Linked DNA regions of Mus musculus: all the other regions are linked to region 3. Evidence: chromatin contacts called from public HiChIP or PLAC-seq and promoter capture Hi-C data. All regions are on one chromosome and are shown on one strand. Each heading gives the region's core, a stretch centred on a gene start, on an enhancer-like site or on the middle of the called end of the contact. The rest is flanking DNA. Distances are from core to core; before and after follow the strand shown. Region 1 holds the start of Gpr135 (G protein-coupled receptor 135). Region 2 has its middle 29 kb from the start of Gm40440. Region 3 holds the start of Daam1 (dishevelled associated activator of morphogenesis 1).

Region 1 (2,700 bases), core at 70-2,569, 240 kb after region 3:
AAGCCCCAAGCCTGTTGGCACAGCCATTTCGAAGGCGATTGCGACTTCTGGCTTGAAAACCTAGGCCTTGGCTAGGCAAAAAAGCATCCATGTTTCTAGTCCTGTACCCTTCTTCGCGGTTGCGTCCTAGGAGCATGGAAATGTTGGGGTTGCGGATGGCATATATGACCGGGTTGATAGCCCCATTGGCCCAGGTCAGCCAAACAGCCGCCACATTGAGCAGCGAGGGAGCCTGCGTGGCCTGACCCTGCCGGGTCGCGGCCAGCAGCACCAGGAAGCAGTAGGGACCCCAGCAGCACATGACAAAGATAATCATGATGAGCACGGTGGTGGCTGTGCGCACCTCGCTGAAGAAGCGCAGCACGCGCGCGTAAGTGGTCATCGGCCGCACGCGCACGTCCGACAGGCGCACGGTCTTGCAGATGTGGTAGCGGCAGAAACACATCAGTAGGAAGGGCAGCAAGTAGCAAGCCACCACCAGTCCCACGCTGTAGGCGACGCCCAGCTGCGCAGGGTCTGGGGAGGTTCTGTAAAGGCAGCGGTGGAAGCTCTGCGGAGCGGGGGGCTCCCGGGGTGCCCTGAGCAGGTCCCAGGGCAGGGAGAAGCCCAGCGCAGCCAACCACGCTCCTGCCAGCAGCTGCAGCGCGCGCCGCCGGCCCAGCTTGTCCCGCGGCGGCCGCACGATGGCGCAGTAGCGGTCCAGCGAGATGAGCGCCACGCTGAACGTGGATACGATTCCGAAACACGAACTGAAGAAGCGGCTGGCTGCGCAGAAGCTGCGCCAGGGCCCAGAGTCTCCGGGAGGCGCGAATAGATCGAGGAAGGCGGCGGGTAGGCAGAGCAGCGCAGTGAGCAGGTCCGACAGGGACAGCGACAGGATGAAGGCGTTTGTGACCGTGCGCAGCTGCCGATGCTTCACGATCACCCCCATCACCGCGCAGTTGCCCAGGCTAGACAGCAAGAAGATGAGCAGGAGCACGAGCGCCTGGGCGGCCACCGCTGCCCCGTGCCATAGCAGCGGTGCGGGTCCCCGAGACCCCGCTGCCTCCGGCCTGCCCGCATCGCTTTGGTTTCCCAGCGTTACCGTGGCTACGGAGCTGAACGACAGCGCGGCTGCAGTGGCCGTGGAAGCCGCCCCTCCCGGATGCGCGCTACCCTGCAAGGTTGCACTCGCGGCCGGGCGGCCAGGCGGCCGCGCCTGCTCCTCCATGGGGTTCCACGCAGGCCGCCGCTCTGCTCATCCCGCAGCAGGGTGAAAGGTTGTGCGGACCAGAACGGCAGCTGCGGGGAGTGGGTGGGACTCGGTCACCACTCGGGACTGGTGGAACCTTGACGTGGGTTCTAGGCGTTGCCGAGGGAACCGCCTATTTACGCAGGAACGCGGGGCGGGACGCTAGCGGTGTACCCCAGGAGAGCCGGCCCACCTTATCTCCTTTCCCAGCCTGAGGGTGACCAAGCCACGGGTCTGCTAGTCTGAGAGAAGGCATGGTTCACCTCTGGCACCCCGGCAGGCCGGAGAAAGCCAGACCACCCCGCAAACGAATGGCAGATTCAGCTGAGGCGCTCTTGCTCCTTCCTGTCCAGCACAGATGCCCTGGTGGGGAGGGGATGCTGCTGTGGGCGTCTCTGGCCTCCACAGGTAGGAAAGGAAAAAGAGTCCACACCTGGAGATCTTGAACATGGTAGGGGTGGGGTATTCTAGTACCTCTGCATTTTGAGTGGGCAACAGAATCAGTCATGCTACAAGCGACTAGGTTCTAATCTCAGTTTCAGACAATGTAGCTCTGGGATGAGTACCAAGAATTCATATTGATAGTGAGGATGATGATGATCCAAGGGCCACATTTGGAAAATCACTGCTGGAACAAATTTGTTTCAGTAGACTCCTTGCTCACATTGAACATTCCTGAGGTTGGGCTTCCCGCTTAAGCCTGTTTCTGAACAGGTGTTCTCAAGGACTGGAATGTGGATCTAGGAAGGAAGATGTCATTACTGTTCAAGGGCCGGGGCTTTGGATGGTAACTAGTTAAGTGCATTTAAAGGTTTCTCAGAATCAGCCTTACAGCGTCTGGGCTAGATCATCACGTTTGTGTTCTTTGTTGGTAGGGGCTGTTCCATTCGAGGATGATTGACAGTATTTTTGTATCCACCATTGGATGGCAGCAGCTGCAACAACCCAAATAAACAGCAAATAAAAGACCCTGCCCCATAAGACTTTAAGTCTTAGGAAAACACAAATACATTACAAGATGAGTGTTTTATTTTAATAGGAAATTCAATGGAGATCGTTGCTAGAGGAGTAGATAAAAACTTTTTATGCCAAACCACATTGGACTATTGGGGTCCGGGTGGGGGTGGGGAGCAGAGGAGGAGAAGGAAGAAGAGATACAGTGAATGCAAACGTGGTGGCAAGAGGTTAACCCTGAAGGTGACAGTGTCTGAATTCCAGGCTCCATGCAAGTGGTGTGGGAGGTGGTAAATGGGAGATGTGTAAGGTTTTCACGGGACAGCATTTATGTGCTGTACTGTGGAGACTGAATGTTATGGAGGTGTGGTAGTTCGAATATGCTTGGCCCAGGGAATGGCACTATTTGGAGGTGTGGCCTTGTTGGAGGAACTGAGTCACTATGGGTGTTGGCTTTAAGCTGCCTGGAAGTTAGTTTTATCCTAGTGGCCTTCAGATGAAGATGTAGAACTCTC
Region 2 (2,708 bases), core at 24-2,523, 180 kb after region 3:
ACCATATAGGTTCCAGGGATCAAACTCAGGTTGTTTGAAAAGCATGGCAGTAAATACCGTTAGGTACTGAGCCACCCCACCCAGCTATACATGGTCTTTGTTAAATTTTAACTCCAGGTAGAAAGGAAACATTTTTCAGGCTGTTTCATGTGCAACATTTACCACATTCTTAAAATTTTACACGCCATCTACTCAAAATTCTAATTTAACTGGGGGGGGTTGTGTTTTATTTGCTAAATCTGGCCATTTGCATTTATAAAACTGAAATGCCTAAGGTAATTGCCATCATGTCCTGATGTTATTTTGCCCATCTGGTCACATGCCAAGGACCAGCCTAGGCTCGAGAAGGATTCTGAGAGAAGGGATGTCTGAGAGTGGCAAAAAGAAGGACTTGAAGTCACATTGTGGGTCCAAGCTGATGACCTGTGTTCTGCTTGTTATTCTAAGAGATCTCTCTGTCTATGCCCTGCTTGCTTGCTTGTGTGTGTGTGTGTGTGTGTGCGCGCGTGTGTGTGTGTGTGTGTGTGTGAGAGAGAGAGAGAGAGAGAGAGAGAGAGAGAGAGAGAGAGAGAGTCAGTCCATTTTCTAAACAGTTCTTTCTTTTTTTCCTAAGAAAATCTCTGGATAGCTCATCTCAGCTCCTAAGACCAGTCTCTTATTTTACATATCAATCCAGTCATTTGCTTCAGGTTGCCTTTTGATTATCGTTGAATCAGTTACTGCTGGCCACAGTCTTTTGATTCTTTCGAGACTGTAATCAGACTCTCTCTCTCTCTCTCTCTCTCTCTCTCTCTCTCTCTCTCTATATATATATATATATATATATATATATATATATATATATATACTGTAACTGTCTTCAGACACTCCAGAAGAGGGCATCAGATTTTGTTACGGATGGTTGTGAGCCACCATGTGGTTGCTGGGATTTGAACTCAGGACCTTTGGAAGAGCTGTCGGGTGCTCTTACCCACTGAGCCATCTCACCAGCCCGACATTTTTTTCTTAACATTGCAAAAGAATTCTGAGATCTGTCTGCCTTTGTTAAGCACAGACAATAAACTAGTTGGGTAGGACCATAGTATAGCAGCCTCTGTTCCTTTAGATTCATGAAGACCATAATATTTCATATCGCATCCTTCTATTTTGCACAGTTGAGAAGTTTTATATATATATTGATCTCATGTATCTAGAGCTCTTTCCCATAGCCTTAAGGGCTGTCCTGAAGGTCCTAGTGTTTACCTAGTGTTTTGCTGAGACATTAGCCACACCCTTGACTCCTGGACTCCTGCTGGTTCTAATTGTCATGGAGTCTTTAAAGTTAACAGGGAGGGCATTCCTTTGAGGAATGTGAAATATGTACATTATTACAGAAACAAGCCTTATGCCCACAACAGCCATTAACAGTTGTGGGGGCTCAAACCAGGGCCCTGTCCTAGGTACAGGAACTATGTCACTCTGTCCCCAACGGGGCCACACCGGGCTGGGCAGCTCTTCTCAGGCCTTTCACTCCCAACAGCCATATTCACCTTGGTGACATTTCTAGAACTGTCCATGACCTTGGCCATGGTCTAGACATTCTATAGGGTCTGGAAGATTCTGCTTGGCCTTGCAAGAAAGCAGACGTTACTAGGCAACTCTCTCTAATATACCTTCCTGCCCGCATGTGCACTGATGTAGTTAGAGCTGTGTGCTTGAAAACACTGTACCCTGAACGTGGGCTCCAAAAGACTCTCTTGGTCTGGCCATTAAATAAAGGAGTCAAAACTTTTAATTGGCGTAATTGACATGGTTGTCAGTAGCTATGTCATTTGGATCATTTCAAAATAACAATATATAAGATGACCCTGGGTTAAAATATCTCCAGTACCCAAAGAATGTGGTCAGAACTTACTCCTGTGAAGGGTGCGTTTGTCCGTGCCTGTTTCTTAAAAAGAGAACTGGATAAGAGAGAACTAACAGTTTACCTCAAAAACTAGAAAACGGGGTGGAGAGATGGCTCCGTGTTTAAGAATTCTTGGTGCTCTCTCACGGGTCTCAGATTTGGTTTCTAGCACCCTCTCATGGTGTATCACAGCTGTAACTCCAGAGGATCTGATGCCATCTTCTGAACTCAGAGGGCATTGGACACACATGTAGTGTGCATACGCACACATCAGCAAAACATACATATAACATAAAAGAATAAATCTAAACAAAATCAATTTAATTAGAAAGCAACAAAATCAAAAGAAGGAGAACAAACAGGACTTTTTTACAATGAGGTGAATTTGAAGGAGGAACCCTTGCCAGCTCCATGGTGGGCCTTTAGTTAAGGTCCTTTGTCCCTTGGACAGGGTGCAGTCTAGCAAACCTGCTAGTCTAGTCTCTACACTAGAGGCTTGCCCAGTGTCTTCTGTTAGTGTCTTTTTCTTTTCATATATTATTGAGCATCTTTATCATAATGTGCCAGGCCAGTTCAGTTTTGTCTAAAGCCCTTTATATCCCCTCATGTGTGTGTGTATGTGTATGTGTGTATGTGTGTATGTGTGCATGCGTGCATGTGTGTATGTGTATTGTGTATGTACATGTATTGTGTGTGTACATGTGTGTATATGTGTGTGTGCATGCGCATGTGTGTATGCATGTACATGTGTATAAATGTAGATGCGTGTGTGTGCATGTGTATGTGTGTATATGTGAATGTGTGCATGTGTATTATGTGTGTA
Region 3 (2,700 bases), core at 71-2,570:
AGGTGAAGAGTAGTTGGAAATTTTAATTGTCAGTCTTCATTTCCTGAGAAGCAAAATCTTAATTTTGCTGGTGGAAGAGGGCGTGTGAGCTGATCACAGCAGTGCCATTGAGAGTGGAATGAATACAGCCCCCCCCACCCCCAAACACACACACACACACTTGGACATTTGTTCCCTCTATTTAAGTTTCTCACCTTTGGTGTTATTGAATGAGATCATGAAACCGAAAACTTTTATGTATTAAAACCAAAATCTTCCAGAAGGGTCAGAATTTCACTTCACACCCTTTGCTAACACTTGAATACACATAAAAGTGTCTGAAGATCGGGGGCAATCCTTGAAGGGTACTGTTTGCTTAAAGGTCTTAAAATTTTTATATTTTTGAAAGGAAATGTGCGGGGAACAAGGGTGGAGGGAGTGTTGTGGATTTTAAAATTTTATATATGAGTAATTAACTAAAACTTTGAGATATGCATGTTATCTTCGGAGGAGCTGAGAGCCACCAGAGCGGGAAGTCCCTAAAGGGATGAACAAAAGCATGGCTGTTCGATAGTTTTATCTCCACAGCAGCAGGCTTTCAGACGCAGGATTGTGGTGACTGTCTCTGTCTTCTATTACACAGCATTTTCATTAGTGACAGCCGCCGGTTTTTCTCAGGTTAGCCAACTAAGTTGTCCCCAGCTTTCTTCTTGACCACTCGACTCGGTCTTGGTTTAAAAGGGAAAAAAGGAAAGAGAGGAGGAAGGTGAACTAACCCAAAGTGTGGTTCAAGGAGATTCCTTTTTTTCCGCGGCTGGCGTTGTTTGATCCTTGGGGATGTGAGGAAATACTGATTCAGTATTCAACCCAGAACCCCTGGAGTCCTATGAATTAGTGGTTTTGAGCAGGGAAGGAAGAGAAAGGCTTTTATGGACCCTTCCCAGATGGGGGCAGGAGAGCCCAACCGAACAGAAGTGCCTGGCGGGTGTGCGCGAGTTCAGGACGCCCCTTGGTCCTGCAGCCTACCCGCTGGCAGGATCAGAGGTCAAGTCAAAGGGCACGGCCGCTGGGTGCCTCGCCCTCTTCCCCAAACATTATGCCCCTAGGCTTCTGACTGACCACCACTGGTTCTGCTAAACTGGAGGGCGGGGAGGGGGCGGGTCTGGGGGGCGGGGAGGGGGCTGGCACAGAGGGACAGAGATGCACCTCGGTAAATGTAGTTCCTGAGCGTGAGGATGGAGAGACTGTTTCGGCTCTGTCTGTAGGACTAGGACTACAACATCCAGAATCCTAAAGGCGAGTCAAAGCGTCCATGCGCAGTGGGTGCCACCTTGTGTCCTATCAGAGGAGACGAGGGTGATGTCACCTGCGAGTTGGTAACCTACGAGCGGCTGTGAAGGGAACTGTTTAACCGGATCCCATTGTACCGGGAGCGCAGAGCGGCCTTTCCAGCATGCAGCGGCTGCTCAGGTGAGGGGACTCCTCGGCTCGCCCGCCGCACTCATTCATTAGCGGCACCGCACCGTGGCGCGGGGTGGGCGTGCTGGTTCTTCGCGCTGTCGCGGCGCGCCCTCCTGCTGCTTCCCGGAGCTCCGGGGCCAGTAGGTAAATATTAAACTCGTCCTTCAGGTTGGGTTTGGGTGGGAACAGGACCGAGACAGCTACGAGCTGCCAATCTAGGCTTTGGAAAATGGCTGCAGCACGGCTCGGAGCGAGGCGAGCCTGAAGGAAGGCATCCCCGAGGATGGGGTCCCTCCCTTCTTTCTTTCCGAGGCGCTCGGTGGCCGTGGAGCCGGCCGGGTACATCTCTCTTCTTCCCGGCCACAGGCTCCCCGGGGCCAGGGCTGAGGGAGCTGCGGCAGCGGGCGGCGCTCCTGGGCCGCTGGCTCTGTAAGATCCGTGGGCATGGCCGTGACCGCGATTCCCCTACCATTCCTATCACCTTCGGGTCAAGTCATACTCAAAACGGAGGGGCTGACTAATCCAGGCAGTCTCCGAGTTTACTGTGTGCAGAGAGAAGAAGGAAACCTGGCATTGCGGAGGCCGCGAGCCGGCGGCTAGCTGCGGCGCGGGGAGGCTGCGTCTCCGGGGGACTGGATGGGGTTCCCCGCGTCCTGCTTCGAGGGGCGTATCGCAGTCTTGGCTCTGCCAAATGGAGCCCTGCAAAGGGCACCTGGGCGTGGGCTAAACGCTCTCCTTAGAACCATGGTGGTGATGGGGTGGTGGATAACCTAATGATAAGGTTCGCTGTGGGGGCAGGAGGGCTGGATAATCGGGTTTATCTAACTGGTGCCCAAACCAGCTGTTTGGGATTGGCTTGTCTTCTGACTAGAGAGGAGAGCAGGGCGAGGCGAGGCCGGGCCCGACCCGACCGGACCCGGCCCGGCTGGACAACTCGAAAGTCTTCTGGCTTTTCTTTTCCCTTTTTGCGTCAGCTCCATTCGTTCATTTACTCACATTCATCAAACCCTTCTACGGTCCTTTGCACGTTGCTTACAATCAAGGTTTGGGACGTTCTGTCCCCTCCCCATAAAATGTTTTACTGTGCTCAGAAATAGATTCCTCCTCTCAGTCTCTCTCCTCCACCGTCAATGTTGGGAGAGCATCCAGAGCAAATGCTGCCCGTGACCGTTTTGCCCCCATTGAATTGGTAGTTTCTTGAGATTTGAGCCGGACCTAGTGAATTGAAGCATAGTTTGCCTGCAAGACGAATCCGGTTGC

The links. Promoter capture Hi-C pulls out the DNA fragments that hold promoters and counts their contacts. HiChIP or PLAC-seq counts read pairs in DNA pulled down with a chosen protein or histone mark.
Region 1: a promoter capture Hi-C map of liver shows a contact between it and region 3, with 2.9 times the contacts expected there. The contact joins the promoter of Gpr135 here to the promoter of Daam1 in region 3. A contact is called at or near these places in 11 of 39 promoter capture datasets (the HPC-7 cell line, the SN4741 cell line, cranial neural crest and 6 more), 2 of 15 datasets of contacts at CTCF or cohesin (the NIH/3T3 cell line and large pre-B cells), 18 of 484 Hi-C or Micro-C datasets (the C2C12 cell line, CD8 T cells, the N1E-115 cell line and 11 more), 25 of 115 datasets of contacts at active chromatin or transcription factors (the 230-238 cell line, bone marrow-derived macrophages, craniofacial prominence and 14 more) and 4 of 9 other capture datasets (adipose tissue, embryonic stem cells, liver and 1 more).
Region 2: a contact with region 3 is called in an H3K27ac HiChIP or PLAC-seq map of embryonic stem cells, with 2.8 times the contacts expected there. The contact joins the enhancer-like site here to the promoter of Daam1 in region 3. A contact is called at or near these places in 6 of 39 promoter capture datasets (the HPC-7 cell line, cranial neural crest, embryonic stem cells and 2 more), 1 of 15 datasets of contacts at CTCF or cohesin (large pre-B cells), 5 of 484 Hi-C or Micro-C datasets (bone marrow-derived macrophages, embryonic fibroblasts, embryonic stem cells and 2 more), 22 of 115 datasets of contacts at active chromatin or transcription factors (the 230-238 cell line, bone marrow-derived macrophages, cardiomyocytes and 12 more) and 4 of 9 other capture datasets (adipose tissue, embryonic stem cells, liver and 1 more).

Annotation. Positions count from the first base shown.
Region 1 is chr12:72,069,782-72,072,481 of GRCm38.p6, forward strand. It overlaps Gpr135 (G protein-coupled receptor 135), which reads right to left and starts at 1,320. Exons shown (of 1, transcript NM_181752.2): 1 at 1-1,320. The coding sequence starts at 1,210. Gm3225 (predicted gene 3225) reads left to right here and starts at 1,393. Exons shown (of 2, transcript NR_168042.1): 1 at 1,393-1,639; 2 at 2,107-2,234. It also overlaps a transcript of L3hypdh not described here.
Region 2 is chr12:72,010,293-72,013,000 of GRCm38.p6, forward strand. No RefSeq gene overlaps it. Among named protein-coding and RNA genes, the nearest start is that of Gm40440, 29 kb to the right of the region's middle. Within about 2 kb of position 1,274, at least 5 of the 459 cell types and tissues checked have an H3K27ac peak or open chromatin away from gene starts, as enhancers often do. A contact at or near this core is called in embryonic stem cells, where this site is marked.
Region 3 is chr12:71,829,748-71,832,447 of GRCm38.p6, forward strand. It overlaps Daam1 (dishevelled associated activator of morphogenesis 1), which reads left to right and starts at 1,321. Exons shown (of 26, transcript NM_026102.3): 1 at 1,321-1,584.